Linked DNA regions of Arachis hypogaea: region 2 is linked to region 1. A link is a contact called in public Hi-C data. All regions are on one chromosome and are shown on one strand. The core of a region is the stretch at or near the end of the contact, and the rest is flanking DNA. Distances in the headings are between cores, read along the strand shown. Region 1 holds the start of LOC112764814 (WAT1-related protein At4g08290). Region 2 overlaps LOC140180867 (a long non-coding RNA gene).

Evidence for each region. Hi-C and Micro-C count contacts between places; a contact is called where the count stands out from the background.
Region 2: a contact with region 1 is called in a Hi-C map of leaf, with 2.6 times the contacts expected there. The contact joins the enhancer-like site here to the promoter of LOC112764814 in region 1. A contact is called at or near these places in 2 of 8 Hi-C or Micro-C datasets (both in leaf).

Annotation. Positions count from the first base shown.
Region 1 is chr17:126,855,267-126,861,438 of arahy.Tifrunner.gnm2.J5K5, reverse strand. It overlaps LOC112764814 (WAT1-related protein At4g08290), which reads left to right and starts at 3,237. Exons shown (of 6, transcript XM_025810611.3): 1 at 3,237-3,515; 2 at 4,139-4,201; 3 at 4,289-4,405; 4 at 5,393-5,795. The coding sequence starts at 3,331.
Region 2 is chr17:126,912,320-126,918,649 of arahy.Tifrunner.gnm2.J5K5, reverse strand. LOC140180867 (a long non-coding RNA gene) reads right to left here. Exons shown (of 4, transcript XR_011874925.1): 4 at 4,727-4,987. Among protein-coding and RNA genes, the nearest start is that of LOC140180867, 4.3 kb to the right of the region's middle. Within about 2 kb of position 2,114, at least 1 of the 3 cell types and tissues checked has open chromatin away from gene starts, as enhancers often do.

The DNA of each region.
Region 1 (6,172 bases), core at 1,988-4,487:
TGGTATTATTATAATTTATTGTTGATTTGTTGTTCTGAATTTCTGTTAATTGGTATGTTATTTGCAGACATGATGACAGGTAGAGGTGTTGCAGATCAGGCTACTGGTCGTGATAGAGGGAGAGTTTCCTCTGGTACCCCTGAAAATTCTGGATCCTCTCGCTCTAATCCGACCACCCCGATGACGTCATAGGTTGCAGGTTTAGCGAACCAGCCGTTCATCATGGTCCCTAACCCCAACAATGTCCCTCCGTCTACGGCAAAAACGCCACCTCCAACCACTCAGCAGCCCACTGCCATGGCGATGCTGCCTCCAGTGACGGAAGCCGCGTCCCCGGAGACCTCTCACGGAAGTGAGGCAGTTGATGCCCCTTCACCACCTCCTATTGTACGGTTGACGACTTAGCCTGATGGTGGCACGGGGTAAATATCACTTTAAGTCTTCTATATTTCCTGATTATTGAATTGTTGAAAGTGTCTGATTATTGATTCTAGTTTAGTGGATTTATGGATGTTGATTCTTGATAATTGCTTGTTGTATATTGATTGTTGACATTTGGTGCTGTTTAAGTTAATTAATTGTTGATGGATAGAGTTTGTGGTGTATTTTAGTTTCTGCCGAAATTTCTATAAAAATCTCTATGTATTTAACTTATTTGCTTCTGAAGTTTTAATTTATATTGCCATATTGATTTGTTTGTGGATTGTTGATAGGTTTGTGCCGAACAACAACACATGTACTCAGGAGATGACCAACGTCATTAAACTAATGTACGACTATCTTTGGCCCAGCTACAAGAAGATTCCCCTCTGAGACCAGAGAGCGATGATTTCAAAAATGGGCGATAGTTAATTTTTTTTTAGTTTCAAACTTTTTAACTAATTTATATCTTCTATTTTGATTAACTAATTTTAAAATTTCTTTGTGCAGCTGCACTTTATATGGGACACCTCTTATGATGCCCTCATTAGAAGATATATGATCATTGAATAGGTTGGCGACTTCAGCAGATGCTGGAAGATGTTCATGAGGGGCAGGACCACCTGACCATCTGGCTCCGACTGAAAATAAAGAAAGCTATGTTAGTTCACTGGAAGACTGAGGAGGGATTCAGACATCAGCATCTCACCAACAGAGCTAACAGGACATCGGCTAGGTCATCCAAGTATACCAGTGGCTCAGGGACCTTCATGAAGACTAAGGCTAAGCTGGTATATAGTTTCTTTAATTTTGTTATTAACTTAGTTATATTCTTTTACATATCATTACTAGGCATCCTAATCATATTGTTTCAATGCAACATGTGTAGTCAACGTCGTTGGATCGCGAGGCGACATTGGCGGAGACGTTCAAGTACACACACACGGTGAAGGAGAACAAAGCAAGATTTGCTGATCAGGGATCTCAGGATCATTATGTTAGTAAACATACATCTGGTCTTCTGATATAAAATTAGATATTAACTGTATAGTTGTCGTACTAATCACAATAACATGTGTTACATAAGAGTCCTACACGCAGAGATTAGAGGCCCCGACTCAGCAATCTCAGCAAAGTGGGGAGGATGCCGATGGCTCTGCTGCTTCAGTCATCGATCCCAATGCGGTTTGGCACGAGACCACCTCAGCGCCGTACAAGAACCGCGTATACGGACTGGATTCATTCTTTGTCAGTAGCCTCCGCACCTCCACATTGAGGCCGTCATCTATCTCTGCCACCAGTCGAGCCGTCGAGCCTGAGGAAGGTGTAGATTTGAGGCTGCAAGTGCATGAGCTCACCCGCAGCCTTCAGCAGCAAGCTCAAGAGTTGAACGATTATCGGGAGAGGTATCAGGAGATCCTCACACGCGTGACGAATACGGATGACCTCAGGCCGGAGTGAAGGGAGCAGCTGGAGTGGCTTCAGCAGATGGAGGCTCAGATAGAGGTGTACTAGACTCAGATGTGCACCGCTGGCATTATCCCTGCTGGTGGCACACAGACATCACCGCCTCATCAGGGCCACGGGAATGACGACGAGGACGATGATGACTACTTGGATCTTTAGAGATTAGTGATGTGTTTTATTGTTTCATTATATTTATTTGATTTATTTGACTTTTAATTTATTTGAACATTTGATCATTTATTTTAACTAATAGGTTTCTATTATTCATAAATTGACCATTAATTATGTGATAAATAAATTTAAATAATAAATTAGAATTGACCATTTATTTCACAATTTTTTAAAAGAAAATTGATATTACCGTTGGATTTACAGAAGGAATAATCTGACAGTAATAATGCGAAAAAAACAACATATTGTGACGCAAACATTACCATCAGAAAAATTTGCCAATAACCAAATAATTTTTCGAGCAAATAATCAGTCGCAGAATTCGACAATAATTACCGTCAGATAAAAAAAATCCGATGACGATATTTATACCATTTGATTTCTTCTGACGGTAGCTTAATTACCGTTGAATATTATTTGTTTTCCCGACAAAAAATTCAACTGTACTCAACATTTTTTTTATAGTATTCACCAACATAGAATTTACATATGTAAATTTTAAACTTTTAAATGTGATTTAATTAATTATTGATTAACTTTTATTGTCTTCATAATAAAATCTTGAATAGTTGTTCAATTATCCTAATTAAATTTAAAATGTTATTGACATAATTAATTAATATTCATGAATATATAATCATTTATGTAATTTTTTTTTAGAAAAATGACTAGAAGTCCTAATTCATTCTCCTACTTATCTCTCCTCCAACTTCTAAATAAAGAAATTTTGAATTTTTTTTTATATTTTTTATGCTTATAAAAAATAACTTATATATTTAAATTTTTTATTTTTTTAAGTATCAGAAGAATATATAATTAAAAAAATAATTAGAATTTCCACCAATCATTATTCGTTTTACAATTTTATTGTTTAATAATAATAATAATAATATATTGTCGATATAAAAATTCAATTATTTACAAAAATAATTGTGTTATTTGAAGCATTAAAAATGATCATTTAAATGCACAACAACTTTTTTACCCATAATTAAATATGAAGGTACATGATGACTTGATTGATTTTAATAAGAACCATTATTATTACTGGTAAAAGATGTGGTTTAAATCAACAAGTGATTTTAATTATTCCAATAACATAAGTTTGTCTTTTAATATAATTAAAATTGATTGAATATGATAAGTGGTTGGGTGGTATATATAAATAGTAGGGAGGCAGCATTGCTCTTTGCAGAGAGAGTTGCAAATACGAAACAAAGAAAGCAATTAAGTTGTTCTGAGTTCTCACGCACCTATCTACTAGCGATCAAGATGGGTGCGTGGATGAGAAATGCAAAGCCGTATCTGCTTCTTGTGGCGGTGCAATTCGGTTCAGCGGGAATGTTCATATTTGCCATGGATGCAATTGCCAAAGGGATGAGCCATTACGTTTTCATTGTGTACCGTAATGCCATCGCCTCTGTTACTCTCGCTCCCTTTGCTTTTCTTCTTGAAAGGTTTCTCTTACTTTCCTTCACTTTAATTTATTCAACCATGCATGCACCATGCACATACACAAACCCTTATTACTTCTCTTTCCCCTCAAATGATTTTATATCAGTGGAAACTCAAACTCAGGTGCAGTCGACTTTACGTGAAGTTGATACCTGTGAGAATCGTTCAAATCATAAATTTTCATCTAACAGTTCTCAGATATCAACTTCACGTGAAATCGACTTCACCTGAGTTTTTACCTTTACATTATTAGACATATAATTATTCGCTTTTTTTTATATTATGAAACTATTTTTTCAAAAATTTAAGATAAAAAAAAAATTAGCGAATAGTTATATATCTCCAACACATTTTTTTAAGAGTCTCTTTTGTACTTTTTTGAATTTTTGCATTTTTTTCTTCTTATTTATCTTGTACTATTTTTTTCTTTTGAGATTTAATAAAAATCAAATTCTAGAATTTTCGATTCTAAAAATTTTGATACTATGTCATAAAATCATTTCTTCTAAAAATTTAAACTGATAAGAAAAGACACATGAATAATTATATTTTTCTAACACTATCAAATTAAACGGTTTAATATAATTCGCATTAACATCTTTGTGTGTATCTATATGTTTTGCAGGAAGGTTAGGCCAAAGATGACACTGCGGGTATTTCTAGAGATCATGGCGTTGGCTTTCTTCGAGTAATGGTCACATCTAATACAACTAATTGAATTTCTAGTTTGTTGTTATTAGTTAAGTAATAACTTAATTATATTATGATAATGCAGGATTATACTTGATCAATGTTTCGCCCTGCTAGGGATGAAATACACATCGGCATCATTTCTATCAGCAGTGATGAATTCCGCACCTTCCATTACTTTTCTATTGGCCGTCATTCTTCGGTAAGTAAGTAATAATTTGCAATCAAGTACATATATCACTTTGAATTGTTGTGGAGGTTATAAAAGGTCGTCTTAGATTTGCAAAATTCTCCATTAATAGGTATAGCCTAAAGTATCATGTCTCAAAAGTTTTGACGAAAAATGGGTGTGACGCAAGCCAGAAGAGCTAAATGAATATCCTCCACGGATCCCACTATCTACCACTTATTCTCGTACGTTAGGGGTAGTTAAATTAATTATTCCAATAATTTATTATTATTTTATTTTTCAAAACTAATCTACTAAATATACAAAAAGAAATTGTGAAATCTAAAAAAAAAAAAATAGGATAAATATATTTTTTGTTGTTAAAATTTGTTAAAAATTTTAAAAATAGCTATAAGTTTTATTTTATTTTAATTTTGTATAAAAACTTTTCGAATTGCATTAAACATATTCTTAACGGCTAATTTTTTAAAAACATTTAAAAATAATTGAGTAATAAAAACAACTTTTAACACAAGTAAAATCAAATAAAATTATCATGTATTATTACTAGATTGATACTAAACATTTTAAAAATTTAACTATCAGTAATATATTTGATACAAAGCAAAAACTTTAAAGACAAAATTGAAACAAAATAAAATTTATGAATTTTTTAAAAAATTATAATATATTTTAAAAATAAAAAATATATTTTATCCCAAAATATATTTCACTAAACTAGCTAGTTAACATAATACATGAAATATTAATCACCATATATAGGACTGATGAAAGCCTGAAAATCATAAGATTTTAATGTCAAGAAGGTGACAAACAAAACTATCATGTTTTGATCTTTCGGAAGTGTTTATTTGTTCTTATTTTGTAATTTATTTTTACGTGACATTTATACTTAACACATCAACTAGTCATGATTTTAGAAAAGACTAATTTATGTAACATCTTTGATGAGAGAAGAACAAAAAGAATATTTATTCATCTTATTTATTTTGTATGTAGAATGGAGCGCATGAAGATTAAGGAGGTAGCATGCCAAGCAAAAGTGATTGGCACTGTGGTTACTTTTGGAGGCACCTTAGTTATGGCACTCTACAAAGGCACCGCAGTTACCATTTCAGTGGCAACCAAAGCGGCCCACCGGCCGGAGAACGTGAACAACCCTTCCAGCACCCACTGGGCAATAGGAACATGTTTTCTTATGATTGGTTGCATCGGCTTCTCTGCCTTTTACATATTGCAGGCCATAACGTTGCGCAAGTACCCAGCAGAGATGTCGCTCGCAACGTGGGTCTGCTTCGCCGGAGCACTTCAGAGCTCACTTGTGGCGGCTTTTGCCGAGCGCCACCGTCCTCATGCATGGGCTCTTGGTTGGGACATCAGACTCTTTGCTCCAGCTTACGCGGTTAGTTATCTATTTTATTTCAATCCCGCTAGGTATTTAACCATGGTCTAACCAACAACAAGTCAACGTTTTTAATTGGTTATTAATTAGTGATTATTTAAATTTTATTTTTAAAAAAAATATAATTAATAATTATTAATTACAGTTGTTTAAAGTTGACTAGTTAAGAGTTATTTATATATACTTTTCTATTTTATTTAGGCTATAACTATTCAAACAAATTAAATACGTCATATAAAAATTATAAATAAAAAAATAATTTAATATATTTGACTAAATTATTTAATTTATAATTTTATGAAAAAATGATAAATAGGTTCTTGACCTTTTAATCCGTAAACATTTAAGTTTTTGAAGATTTGAAAATACATTTAAGT
Region 2 (6,330 bases), core at 865-3,364, 58 kb before region 1:
CTATTAGAGCTGGTTGGCTTTTGAAAAAAATTTAATATTGTAATTGGTTTAATTTTGAAATAATTTGATACTGGAAATGATTTGAATGACCGAGAGGTATTTGGTAGGTGGTTGGGACCCTTGAGGGGTGGCAAAAGTCCAAGTTTTAGAGGAGATGTTGCCGAAATTTTTATGAAAATATGAGGCTTCGTTTGAAGTGGTTATTTAGAAAGATTTATATTTTTGAGGATTTTATAATTTGATTTTGAGTTATTAAGAAAAGGATTATATTTTGAGTTTGCTTTATTTAGAAACGAATGAATTGTGTTTTGAGTATAAAATATTGATGAACGAAATGGGAGGTGTAATAATAAGGAATGAAGGATATTGAGAATTGATTTTAAAGTCTAATGGTTGAATGAGTATGAATGAATTATAATGATAATGAGATGATGATAAATGAGTTTAATTGAGTTGATGATGACTGATTGTGATATATATATATAAGGAATGAATTGAGAGGCCGAGTTAGATGCGGTGGCATTGTCCAGTCGCTCCGGGTCAGTAATGAAGTTGTATGAGATATGATTGAGGATGAGGTTGACTATGAGGAAGAGGAAGGTTGATGACTGAGTTTGATTATAAATTTGAATGAATATGAATAAATTGTAATGATAATGCGAATGAATTTCTGAATGTTACTTCGGGTAAGATGCAGTGGTGTTATTCGTTTGTTTCGGGTAAGAGTCAATAAGTCGAGTAAGATGCACCGGTGTTATCCACTTGCTCCGGGAGAGTTCGAGGCTTCAAGTAAGATGCAAGGGCTGTGTTTTGTCGCCGCTTACTCTGGGTCGAGAACTGTAACACTGCCTGGGTAAGAGGCAGTGGTGAGGTTGTCCCCTACTCCGGGTACACGGGTAAGATGCAAGGGTTGCGTCGTTGTCCCACTTGCTCTGTGTTTGGTGTTCTGTCCAGGGTTAGCTACTGGACATGTCGGGTTTGGCTTTATAACCCACAGATGAGACTCATCGGCCATAGGGCAGGCATACATCATATGCATATGTGTGTTTTGTTTGATCGTGCATTAATTTGGCTTGCCTATGTGATTATTATGCTTACCTGCTATAATTGCTACCTGCTGTATCTGTATCCTACTTGTGTTTATTTTGTCTCTATTGCTTGTCTATGCATCGAAGTTTTGGAGGAATGGAAGAAATGGAAATTGAAGTATTGGATCACAATTAGATTGGAGGAGACAGAGAGTGAATTGTAGGGTTAGGGTATAATGAGACAGAAAGTGAATTGTAGAATTAGAGTTAGATTGAGACTTGGATACTTTAGAGAGTTTTACCAAATTTATGGTTTAGTTTATTCCATTAAGTTTATATTTGAGTTACAGAGTTCTAGGATTGCCTCTGACTTTTCTGGGACCTTTTATATTAACTATGTGGGCACCTTTACCATGCTGAGAACCTCCGGTTCTCACTCCATACATATTGTTGCTTTTTAAATGCAGGTCAGAAGGTACCTCACTGAGTATTCTGGAGACTCTGTGGAAGCGAAGAACTCTGGGAACTTAGGGTTGTATTTTATTTATGTTTATATATGTATATAGATTCTCCATCTTGTATTTTATGCTTATCCCTCTTAGAGGTTGACTTGGAGAAACAGGTTGTTAGTTTTACGAGTCTGGGATATTTTGGGTTATATGTATGTATGTATGTATGTATACTCTGGTCGGCCTTTGCTTCACAGGTCGAGTTCGGAGCTTGATATTTGTATTTTAGAATTCTAATCTATGTTTATGGTCTTTTAGCCTTCCTTTTGATCTTGCTTATCTGTCTATGGTTTTCTTTCGTGAGCGACGCGATTTCTGTTTCGATTTTGCTTAACTTCTTTTTCAAGGCTCCTAGTTATAACTTCTTTCAACTATATCTATGTACGTATTTTATTTTTAGAGGTCGTAACGCCTCACCAACCCTTATTTACTTCCACGTCGTAAAGTTATGTGTGGTAGGATGTTACAGAATGTGGACAAAAAAGAGAGAGACCAAGCACCGCGAAGCAGAGACTGACAGGAGGGAGGCAACAGTGGCTGCAAGCCATGTCAGATGAGGATGCAACAACAATGACGAGAGATGCACAGGAGGCGACGAGTCAGTGAAGAAGATGCACAGGGACCAGCGATACCAGGTAGAGTAGCCGTCAATGTGGCAACAACTGTGCGGTGGCAATGGATTTTTTGTGAATATGAGAGAGTCAGAGGCTCTGCCTTTCTGAGTGAGATTGAGAGAGAGTCAGGTGAGGATGGATTGGGCATGGGAGATTTGAGCAAGGTTTGGCCATTTAAGTTTTTTATTTAAAAAAAAAAAAAGCAAAATGGTGCTGTTTTGAGGGGTAAAAAAAATTTCGAACCGATCTAGGTTTTTTAAATTTGCCGATTTGCTAGATTTTGTCAAAATCGACCAACCTGAACCGTGTTTTATCGGTTTTTTCCTTCTACAATCAAATACTTCAACTGAATTAGTCTTATGACTAATTTGCCGGTTTTTCGATCTTACCAGACAAATTAGTCCGGTTCTAACAACTGTGAATCACAGCTAAATTTTTGAGTTATATAGTTCAAAAAGTAGTGCCGAATGCGTAGTTTATATATACCCGAAGTTAAGGAAAGAAACAAACAGTAAAATGACAAGTGGAGCAAAAATATCCTGTTATTTTTCCATTGCAAATGCGAGTATATTTTTTGTTTTAAAAAAATAAAAAATTAGTTGATGTTAATTCAAATGTAAAGATTTTTTTTTTAAAAAAGACAAATCTATTTATTATATAAAAAGAAAAATTTTTGTTCGGTTTTAATATTTTTAAAAATAACTTTTTATTAAAATATTCATGAAACGTTTTTTGTTCTAACACTTAAATCCAAAGAGTATTTGTAAAGAGATCAAAATATTTATCATTTTAATTAATTAATATACACTAAATAAAGAAAATGGTGTGTTACTCATAAAATTTATAACTTCTTATATTAAATTTATATTAAATTTTGTCCACTAGTAATTCGAATAATACTACATGACTAATAAAAATATTTTTATATTAAATTTTAAATTTTAATAATATAAAAATAAAGTGTTGATCCAAAATGTTGGTTCTAACATTTTTTTTATATATGCCCAAGATCATTTCAAAATATAAACGTAAAATTTAATTTGCTAACATATTAATTGATTAAACGTACATGACGACAACATTTATTTAATTTCCTATAAACAACTATTATCTTGTTTATTTAAAGTCAAGAAAGTCGATTAGATTAGGTGATCGACCCACCCACTTTACAAGTGGTTCATACTCTTATTACCACATTTTAGTGATGGTAAATTACTCTTCATGCTATTAATTAGAAGAAGCCAATGTAAGATATAAAACCAAATTATGAAGCTCACTGCTCAACTGATTAAATTTTAAGTGATGATTAGATATTCTAATCCATCTTTTTAATTCTAAAATGAATAAAAATTTGGATAAAGTATGTTTTTTATTTTTAATATTTATAATTTTTAAAAAAATATTTTTAATATTTAATTTTATCTCGAACGTTTTTAATTTGTGTCAAGACTATTTCTAGATGTTTTCAATTTTATTCCTATCATTTTATATGGAGTTAAAGTTGAAGGATAATTTTGATATAAATAAAAAATATTAAGAATAAAATTGATTACAATTAAAAATATTTTTAAAGAAAATCATAAATATAAAGACAAAAGTATACTTTATCCTAAAAATTTTAAACATATATTTTGCTTTTGAAAAGATCAAAAACATAAAAGAAAAACAATTAAAACTGTTTTTGTTTAAAAGTTAAAAGAATAATTAAGGAGAAGAATTAAGATTTTAGTTATTTTTTAAGACTTTTGAGTAAGAATGTAGGATAATTTTGTCATTTGTGAAGGAGAGAACGCAGAAACTAAGTTACAACTTTTTAGGAAACTGATACAACAGAATTGTTATTTCTCTTAGAGTAAAGTGATAAATAAATTTTGAGGATTTACACTTTAGACAAACAAGTCCTTTAATATTTATCCAAATTGGTTCCCAAGAAATTTTGAAGTAGACATTTTAGTCCCCCACAAAATTTAATTACATAATTAGTCCCTAACTTTTTCTGGCGTCAGACGAATTAGTCCTTTTTATCACCTCAACGTTAAGAACTAACGCAATAACTTGACATGTCATGTGAAGCTGGGTGACTCAACCGTTAAGCGCCACGTGTTAAATTATGACAAATTGGTTCCCATTTGAATGATGCTAAATGCCGCGTTTTAGGATTAGGGCACGATGGTGTGTTGTCATTTCATTAGCTGAGTCTTTCTAAAGGTCCATTTTTGTCTTTCCTCCTTCAAAACGAAATTATAAGCAACACCCTCTCTTCCCCTAGGTTTTACAAAGAACGCTACCACCATATCAACCGCTAGTCCTCCGACAACCTCTGCTGACATTGTTGACTCAAAGCTTTGTGTAACATCCTAATTACCTTAAACCTTACCTCATGCCGTAAAGCAAATGTTAATCAAAGGTTACGACAATTCTAAAGCTTATACATAAATATATATAGAAGGAATAATAACTCTAGAAGCCCGATGAAAAAAAATGAGCTCAAATACGGAATTACAAAGTGCGAACGTTCACACGTAGCTACAAGCGTAAGAAACAAGATCCACTATGTGAGATAACAAGATATATGTAGTTATATAAGAGTATAATAATCATAGGATACTAGCCACAGCCCGTGGAGTTTAGGTCGACTAGTTAACTACTGACATACAGAGTTTTGAAAAATAAAACAGCTTATACAGAATATCTCTCATAAAGTAAGCCTCTAAAGCAAAACAAAATACAAAAGTAAGAGTACTAATAAAATAAATCAAAAGACTCTAAATACATGATAAAGGTCCTCCGCTCTGTCACCATCAAGCAACTCACCGAGGTGGGTTGCGACCTGCATCTGAAAAATAACAACAAAGTATAGAATGAGAACCGGAGGTTCTCAGTATGGTAACAGTGCCCAGTAATGTAAGATATAAGACCCCGGGACGCCAGAGGCAATCCTAGAGCTTCATAATAACTTTAAAACCTTTATAAAATAGGATAAACTATCTTAAGGGATTTCTAACTATCAGTTCACCGCTGTCCCACAGCCTTCTCCAGCCTAACTGCCATGCGATCTCATCGCCACCGCCTTCCGATCCTCCTCAATCCCAGTAGAAAACACAGGTAATAGCAATGCAAGTAAAACACAAGTATAAGCATGTATATCAAGTAATTCAAATAGGAAATTAGGCATGTTATATAATTAGGCAAACAATACAAGTCGGCAAAGCAAAGAAATAGTTAGAAGATGCACATGATGAATGCCTGTCCTATTGGCTGTGATATCACATTGTCGATTCAACTGTCAACCCGACACATCTCCATGGAGATGTCGCCCTTCGGAATCATAATGGAAACCCCCGAGATATGGTGCTCGGAACACCGTCCAGGATTTTATGCCTGCACACTCTAGTGATTCGAAGGGATGCAAGCGGGATACTCTTGCCACGGACCTCACATCTCAACGCAAGCGGGACGAACCACCGCCCTTACGCCGCCGCCGCTACCTCGACAGGAGAGATCCAACCAAACCGTCCCTGCCAGGCGCATAACGTCTCAACAATCTCAATTTAAAAATGTTACATCAGTGGTTTTGAAAAATTTATTATTTTATTATATCAATAATTCATCATTTCAAACTCGGAGTCCTCGGCTCATCTCAACCACTGCCAATTCACAATTTTCTTTCCGAACTCATTAGTTCATCAGTTCTCAATTCGTATATCTTTCTCTCTTTTCACTCCACCAAACCCATCCTCTCAGTACACCAGAAACCTAAGCCTTCGTTCTCTAACTTTTCAAGGTATAACTAAATTAAATCTCCTAGGACCTTTTCCCATGTTTTGATACCCGAAAATAAGCCAAAGAGTCTTAAATAGGTGTCACAGAAGTTTACAAGCTTGTTGGGAAGGTGAAACAGTTAAAAACAAGAATTTAGTTGAAAAACAGGGCATGTGCGTACGCACAGGGGTGTGCATGCGCACGCCCAGGAGGATTTTTAAAATGTGTGCGTACGCATTGAGGTGTGCGTACGCACAGTGCGAACGCCCTCAACAGAATGCACCTTCCAACGTGTGCGTACGCACAAGGTTGTGCATGTGCACAGCTTGCAAAAATTCATAGGGTGTGCATGCGCACACAAACCAGAAATCACAAATTCTGCAGCATTTATAGAATTCAGATTTCAAACACCAACTT